2 separate regions of the Ovis aries genome follow, and region 2 is linked to region 1. A link is a contact called in public Hi-C data. All regions are on one chromosome and are shown on one strand. The core of a region is the stretch at or near the end of the contact, and the rest is flanking DNA. Distances in the headings are between cores, read along the strand shown.

Region 1 (4,167 bases), core at 437-2,936:
AATTGTTTAATCTCTCTATACCATAATGACCTCACGTGTAAAACGGGAATGATAATCAGAGTCCCTACTTCAGACACCTGTGGTGAGAAATAAATGAGTTAAAATGACAAGCCTGGTATGTACCTGTGATAGATGTACTTTGGAGATGAAAGAGCTTGGAATTTCAGTTGGGTTGGGCCAGATGGTTAATATCTTAAAGGGACTGCATAGCAAAGGATCTGCTGGATTGCCAGCCTAGGACAGGAAAAGAAGAGTCAACAAAGGTTTGAAGGCAGTGGGTGGGAGAATGTTTGTAAAAAAGAAAGATGGACTCATCCTCTACTTCCTATTCTGCGTCTTGCTATCTTTCAGAGATTCTTCCTACCTCAGCACTTACAGACACACTCAGTTCTTTTTAACAGTTGCTCAGCATTGCATTGAATGATTGCACCTCAATTTATCTCACCATCCTCTACTGATAGACTCTTGGATTGGTTCCAGTTCTTTGCTATCATTACAGACAACACTACAGCAGACACTCTTGCACATTTATCTCTGCCCGCTCACTTATATTACTTCTATGGTATAGATTCTTAGAGGAGTTGTCGAGCATAAAGTATATGTATCTTTTAAAAAATTCTGATAACTCTTGTCAAATTGCCTCAATATCTGGTCCCATTTTCCCCTCCACTGCTTTTGTTTCCATACCTTCCATACTATTTGCACATTTTTTGAGCATTGTTTTGCCAAGTATTATTAGGCCTCGTTTTCAAATGAATACACCAGGGCTGAATTAGCCACCATGCATGTCTTCAAGGGTTCGCTGTCTGGCAGGATTGGAGTGGGGATAGCAGCGTGGTGCAGAATGATAGCTGCGGACAGTTATTTCCATCAAAGCCAGAGCTGGCACCAAAGACTGGACCATAGGCTCTGGGAACCTGCAAGAAAGAGCAGCATTTTGGGTCTGGGGCCACACTGACTGGGCTGGCAGAGCCCTGGGCTGTGGGCACTATCCCTGGACTCAGTCCAGGCCTGGGTGGCCTCCTTACAGAGCCCTGGGACCCAGACCTCACTGTGCAGGTGGACTGGGCTTTTACAGCAGGCTGGCCCTGGCTCCTGCTCTGGGGCTCACACCCGAAGCTGTCCCATTTCCCCACCCAGGAATGCCAGGTTATCACACCCCTTCTCCACATCCCTTGTCCCGCTCTTTGCGACCACATGGACTGTAGCCCACCAGGCTCCTCTGTCCATGGAATTTTCCAGGCAAGAGTCCTGGAGTGGGTTGCCATTTCCCACAGTAATTTCCAAATGTTCTGTATGAATAAAGTCTTTCTACCTTTTCCTTCAAGATTAGAAAGGCTCAAGGTTCTCTGGGAGGTCCCTGGTGAAGCGGGAAATAAGGGGAGTGGGAATTAAACTGGAAGTTAACGCCACATTACTAACATCCCTGCCACAACTCGCCCTCACCCAAGTTCTTAGCCTGGCATTCGAGGACTTTCACTGGCAATTTTGGGGAAAGCCTCAGAGAAGAGAGCAGCAGGAAATCCAGAGTGGAAGACACAGCAGGGAGAGCCTCCTCCTTCACCGGAGGACACAGTCAACCACAGCTCAGACTACAGCCTGTGTCCACCACCCTATCTGGTGATGGCAACAGATTCCTTACACTCTCAGCTCTTTGCCGGCTCTGGCTCCCCTGCTTGTCGACAATGGGAACTGCAGTCGAGCAGAACCGGCTCCTCCCACTCCCGGAGGAGTTCCGGGGGGAGGTGCAGCTTGGGGAAGCAGGGCGCCCGCGCGCCCCATAGCTCTTGTCCGTTTCCTCCCCACCGGGGTGCTTGCTTGCGCTGTTTCCTCAGGTTTTCCCCCAGATCGCTTTTCTCCTGACGACAGAGCTGCCCCCTAGAGTTGGATTACCCCCGCGGACCCACCTGAAGGACGTCCTCTGTCCTTATCAGCAATCGTGGTCGCTGCCCCGCCCGGGACCAGCGCTGGGTGAGGCGCCTTAGCTGGATTCCACTCTGAACTCATACTTGTTTGCAGTGCGTCTCTGGGCGAATCATTAACCTTTCTTGAACTTCACTGTCTCCTCTGTAAAATGGAGCTTAGATTTACTATTTACTAGCGCCTGTTGGGCTGCCGTATATGGGGGTCGCACACAGTCGGACACGACTGAAGCGACTTAGCAGCAGCAGCAGCAGCATTTGCATTCCTAGGGATGACAAGATGGGATGGTCCAGATGGCAGGTGGAGAGCAAGATAATAATCACCACCATAATGGGTCACTCCCTGGGTGCGGGGGACTGCTCTAGGCATTTTGAAATGGCCCTATAAAAAGGTATTATTCACAGATGAGGTATCATCCACTAGTTAAGAAACAGATTTAGTGATTATCCCAGAGTCAGACAGCTAGAGGCAAAGCTGGGACTGGACAAGGGTGGCCATGGGTACACAAGTGCTGGGAAGAGTGGGTGCGGGTCCAAGGTTTATGAGTTTAGCAGGGTGTTGAGGCCTGAAAAATATCCAGCTGCTCCTCCCTTTGGGTCATTATTCAATGTTTTCGGATAATGGATTATTCATGCCTTCTTAATGCTTTTGTGGGCAGAGACCTCAAAGACCATCCGTGCTGCTTTCCTTATGGAGAGCCAGGGAGAGACTTGTCCAGGGTCACGCTGGCTGGGCAGCTCCTTCCCTGTGCGCCTGCTCCTCCACCCACCCTTCTTCGTGGGAGCAGTTATAGTGGGGAATGCTCCTTCCCACCCACAAACTGCCCACTCAGTACAGGTCCCTCTGTGGGACCTCCCGCTGGCCACTCCTCACCCCACTTGGCCAGGGCCTTTTGCTACTCCCCTCCTCTCCCTCCTTCAGATACTCTCGGTCCCTCCGCCCTCACAGGGGTAATGCCCTGACCAGTGCCTCCCCCGGCTCCCAAGTGCTGGCATAAAATCAGCCAATATTTTACCACTCTGTGCTTGTCATGTGCATCTTTGTTTTGTTTTGTTAGAAAGGGGTTAAGCAACAGCAGTAGAAGGTTGTTGTGTCGGTCAGGATCCATTTGGGAAACAGAATCTCTTTGCGGTTGCATGATAGAGGCTTTATGATAGTAATTTGCCTTGCACAGTTGTGGAAGGAGCTGGGGAAGACAGTGACCAGAAGGGGAGTTACAGCATCAGCGGAGTCAGTAATCATTCTGAGAAGCCAAGTTGGTCCAGCTGTGAAGGGGAACCACAGGGGAAGCTCCAGGAGGTCTGTGGGAAGCTGTTTCCTCTGTGTAGAGGATGCCTCTGGGTCTGCACTGAGCATCTGTGGTGGCAGGAGGCCACTACTGGTCAGTTGGATCATCAGTGGGGAATAAAAGTTGGATATGGAGTGGAGGAGAGAACAGGAGGATGCTGCAGGTCTTAGATAACTGACTATAACAACCTTCAGAGACTTGACTTTGAAACCTGTAAACATTTTATATAGTTCTAAAACAAAAGTATGTTAAACGTATCTAAACAGTTCACTGCTGTACGTGATATATGAAAGAGTAAATCCTAAGAGTTCTCATCACATGGGAAAATTTTTTTTTTCCCTCTTCTTTAATGTTGTATCTTCATGAGATGATGAATGTTCACTAAGCTTAGTGTGGTAATCACTTAATAATGTATATAAATCACATCGGTATCCACACAGTGCTGTATGCCAATTACAGCTCAATAAAATTGGAATGGAAAAAATCTAAAAAGGAAAATGAGGACTTACCTGGTGATCCATTAGTTGAGAATCTGTCTGCCAATGCAGGGAACATGGGTTCAATCCCTGCTCTGGGAAGATTCCACATGCTGCAAGCTGCAGCTACTGAGCCCATGTGCCGCAGCTGCTGAAGCCGGAATGCTCTAGAGCCCATGCTCTGAAATAAGAAAAGCCACTGGAATGAGAAGTCGGCACTTCACAAATTGAGATTAGCCCCCACTCGCAGTAACTGGAGAAAGCGCTAGAGAAAGCCCACACATAGCAGTGAAGACCCAGCACAGACAAACATAAATAAATGACTAAATAATTGTTTAAAAAGCAAAATGAAATAAATAAACCTCTGCCTGTTGAGTTGGTAGCATAATCACATAGAGAGGAACTATTCAAAGTGGCTTTAAAACAGTAGTGTGGACTATACAGTTACCTCTTGGTATCTTCGAGGGATTGGTTCCAGCA
Region 2 (4,167 bases), core at 909-3,408, 54 kb before region 1:
GATGTATTGGAAAACATACCACTTCAGAGGCACTCAATAAACTTTGCTGATCAAATGGCACAGATGCAAAACACACTCCATCCCTTCCAAGGCCCTAGACTTTCAATAACATCCCATTGCCCTGAGGTTAAAATGACCTTCATGGTCCTCACTGTATGGAGCTCTGTCTTCTTCTCCAGTCTGGTCTCCCTACATCCACACACACCCACACACCCACACACCCACACACCCACACACCCACACACCCACACCCACACATACCTGTTTCCTGCCTCCATACCATTGCTCACATTGTTCCCTCTGCCTGGAATGCTGTTCTGTCTCAGTTTTGGTGCCCTTCCTCTATGCATTTTCCCTCACATTTAACACATAGTTTTCTCTGTTTACATGCCTTTCTCTCTTGATAAAGGCCAAGGACACTTGGTCCTTCTGTTATCTTCCAGCCATTAGTGCGGGGCCTGACAAATAATTAGGGCAAATAAAATATTCGTGTTGAAAGAATGTGTGTAGTGTGGAGGCAACAACTAGAGGGACAGCATAGGCTGGATGGGGAAAAACTGAGACCAAAGTGGTGATCAGTGGCTCACTCCCAGTAGCAACAGAGATGACTGAATTTCAGAACTGACCTCACTCCCACTCCACCCCCACCATGAGTTGCTTCTAGGCAACCACATGAATTCCCCAGGGTCTCTGATCTCAGGCAGGTGGAACCTGAGTTTCTAGATACAGGACCTTCTGAGTCCTCAGGCATTGGGTACACCAGCTGCACAGTTCTGCAGGTTGAGGGACTTGTACCATGTGGTGGCTTTAAGAGGTTGTTGCCATGTACACTGACTGTCTCTGTTTCCCCAAGCTGGATTTTCTTTATCCCTTTAGATGAAGGAAACCAGGCACAGATATGAAGAAAAAGTATGACCCCATCTTCCATCTCCTTGGTCCTGGAGCTCCAGGATGCCCTTTTCCATGCTGGCTGGAAGTGCCTTGGAAGTCTGAGGGCCAGTAGAAGGCAGTGAAAAGGGAGCTGGGTCAACTGGCACAGCTGCTGCTATGGCAGCCAGAGCCAAAGGTCACCATTGATTCCACCCACACTTAATTCTTCCTGCAAAGGCATTAGGCAGGGTTGACCCCGAGAGCTAAGAGGGAAGAGGTGTGTATGTGTGTGTGCGCGCGCGCGCGCGCATGTATGAAGGTGCTGGAGGTTGGGATATAGCCAGTCATCTTTTCTCTGTAGATCTCTGTTTCTCTAAGTGTAAAGTGAGGGCACAAGGTCTAACTAACACCATTATCCTTACATTTCACTTCCCAGCAAGGCTGTCAAGGCTGCAAGATTCACTGCTGGATGGGGGTGGGGGGGACCCCTCAGATACAGGAATTAGAGAGGTGGACAACTCTGAGCAATGCCCAGCGAGGGCAGGAGAACACTGATTTGGGGACCTGTGGCCCTCTCAGGACATCGGGCTCTGAGAGCCAGAGGCAGACCTCCATCCGCAAAGGGACGCGGGAGTCCAGACTCCCAGCCCCAGGTCTTCCCGTTAGACGCCTCTCTTGGGATCCGAGCTCCAGGCGCCGCCCTGCCAGGAGATTCCGGGGAGGAGAACCAGGTCGTTGCTACTACCCCAGGGTCAGGGAGGAAAGAAAGAATCTCTTGATTGCCCCCATTTCTGGGCCGTCCCGGCCGGTTAGCCTAGTCTGGCAACCCCAGCCCACTCGGTCAGGAGATCTCAAAGGCAGAAGCAGTCAGCACCTCGGGGGCTCGCTCGGTCCTGCCCCACCCCGGCCCCGCCCTCGGACCCCGCCTGTTCCCCTCGCCTCCGCCTCTGGCCGGAAGCCCCCTCCTCTCTTCCCTCCCCCTGCCGGTCCCCCGCACCCCTTATTCCTTTCCAGTCCCAGTCCTTCCGCGGGTCAGGGGAACCTCTCTCCGCCCGGTCCCCTCTGTCTTCCTCCAGCTCGGGTTCCTCCATCCAAGTCCCAAGCCCCCGCCGGGCCCCGCCCAGGCTCCTCCCTCGGCCCGGCCCCGGTCCTAGTTTCCCGCCCAGACCGGGGCCTTCAGGCCCCTCTAGTCCCCTCCCCGGACCCCGCCCCCGGCCCCCGGAAGCCTCTCCCCGCCCTCGGCCCCGCCCCCCCGAAGTTTCTTGGGCCCCCGGCAGCCAGCGGGACAGAACGCGCAGAGCCGCCGCCCGGCCGGCGGTTGATGGAGGTATCGGAGACCGCGCGGCGCCGGGAGTGAGCGGCCGAGCGGTCGAGCAGCCGGACCTCAGCGGACTCGTCATGGAAGAGGAGGTGAGGGCCGGGCCGGTCGGGGGGCCTGGGCTGGGGTCTTTGAGACTCTTGCGGCGGCTGGGGTCCCTGGCTCAGGCCCTTGTTCCAGCCAGCCCTTCTCTTGCGGCGGGTCTCCGGACACCCCCACCCACCCTGGCCACGCCAATCCCCCAGGCAGAGCCTAGGCCCGATGAGATGAGGCAGGAGCGGGAGTAAGGGATCGCAGACCCATTCTCCTTCATTTTTTCTGTCTTCTCCCACCAACTGTGGTCGTGGTGGTGCTGGTTGTTCCCATTGGGCAGATGGGGAGACTGAGACTCCGGTGAGTTTGATGACTTGCTAAAAGTAGCATGAGTCGCTGGGCTCGAACCCTTGTTATCACTGACTCCCTGTGCTGTCCACGTCGGATCCTAAAAGGGCACAGTGTGTGTGTGTGTGTTGTGGGCCTGTGGGTTCTGGAATCCTTGTCTCAAGGAATCTTGAGGCTGTGACCCTGTGGCTGGAGGACTGGAGAAGTTGCGTTTTCTCCCCTAAATCCCTGTAGGTCCTTTATCCCTGGTGGGTCCAGCTTCTTCCCTGATTAGTTGTCAGGCCCTGATCAGGGCTGATCCCTGCCCCTGCCATCCTCACATCCCTGGAGGGCTGATTCCCTGGAGGAGCTGGGCAGCTGGACCAGCAGTGGTCCTTGAGCCTCCCTCATTCCCCTCAGGACCTTCATGGTCTGGAGTGTGGTCAAGCACTCTGTGACCCCCGCCCTTTACTTGCAGACTCAGTTCCCTCAGTAGCACCTCTTCCAGGCACGCTGCCAGCACTTAATGTGTGACTGTGGAATGAATAAACTAGGGAGGGGCTTGCTGAGACTAGAGGATTTTGCTTCTGGTCCCCCAAGGGGGTCTCAGCTTCTGCCCCTCCCAAACCCAGGGGAGGGGCTATGTCTTTGCGTGGATAGGTGGGGAGGAAAGATGAAACCTTCACTCTTGGGGCAACCCTGGCCAGCTGAGGACCAGACTGCCTGTGTCCCCATCCGCGCTCATCTCCCTGCTTCCTGGGACCACTGTCCAGGAGCAGCTGGGGTATCTGTCCGAGTTCCCTCAGGCCAGGCCCTGCACTTCTGTGGGATGGTAGATAAGTCACTTCCCCTCTAAGCCTGCATTTCCTCTTTTATAAAATATTGGGCCTGGTCTCCTCCCCGGGTCTTGATTGTAGCCCCTTCTCTCAGAGTGGGTGGAAATAGGGGGCACAGTCAGGCCACTATGATTTGCTGTGGTTTCTTGCTGACAGGGGTGGGGCTCCCTTACCCTTACTGTGAGGGCTGGGCTTCTTCCTCTCCTCTTCTCCCAGAGGATGTGGGACAGGACTACTCGATCTCCGAGCTGCTCTGGCCACCGCACCCCCCTCAATTAAGGGAAGTTCTCCTGGGGCCTCTTCGTCCAATGGCTTGTCTGGTGGTCAACCCGGCCCTCTACTCCTCTGGTCTTGAGTCTCTAACATTGCCATTTACTAACTCCCAGATGCCAAAAGCTCCCTGCGTACCTAGGGTATCTAAAGCTTTGCCCACCACCTCCCTGCATGACCAGGGGCTCCCTGTTCTCTACCCCTCCTTTGGCATCCCTCTTTTCCTCCCGTTTCTTCTCCCCACCACTTCCTCTTGTTTCTCCAGGCCTCAGTACCCATCTCCTTTCTCTTAAACACTGCTTAGATTGTAGTCACCTTCTCTGCCCCATGACCCCAGGCTGGCCTCCTCACCTCACTCGCAAATGGCTCCTTTTTCCTCCATATAATAGGATGGTAGTTTCCTCAGGTTGAGGTTTGGTGCAGAAGTGTGGGTCTTGGCACTGGGCATCTGTCCATCTGTGTTCTCAGGGCCATAGTTTCCCCATCTGTAAAATGAAGGAGGTGGGTAGTCCA

The links. Hi-C and Micro-C count contacts between places; a contact is called where the count stands out from the background.
Region 2: a Hi-C map of tail adipose tissue shows a contact between it and region 1, with 3 times the contacts expected there. The contact joins the promoter of PLEKHO2 here to the enhancer-like site in region 1. A contact is called at or near these places in 5 of 16 Hi-C or Micro-C datasets (blood, liver, omental adipose tissue and 2 more).

The regions. Positions count from the first base shown.
Region 1 is chr7:43,451,765-43,455,931 of ARS-UI_Ramb_v3.0, reverse strand. No RefSeq gene overlaps it. Among named protein-coding and RNA genes, the nearest start is that of PTGDR, 42 kb to the right of the region's middle. Within about 2 kb of position 1,686, at least 33 of the 54 cell types and tissues checked have an H3K27ac peak or open chromatin away from gene starts, as enhancers often do. A contact at or near this core is called in liver and tail adipose tissue, where this site is marked.
Region 2 is chr7:43,506,389-43,510,555 of ARS-UI_Ramb_v3.0, reverse strand. It overlaps PLEKHO2 (pleckstrin homology domain containing O2), which reads left to right and starts at 2,158. Exons shown (of 6, transcript XM_004010530.5): 1 at 2,158-2,280. The coding sequence starts at 2,269.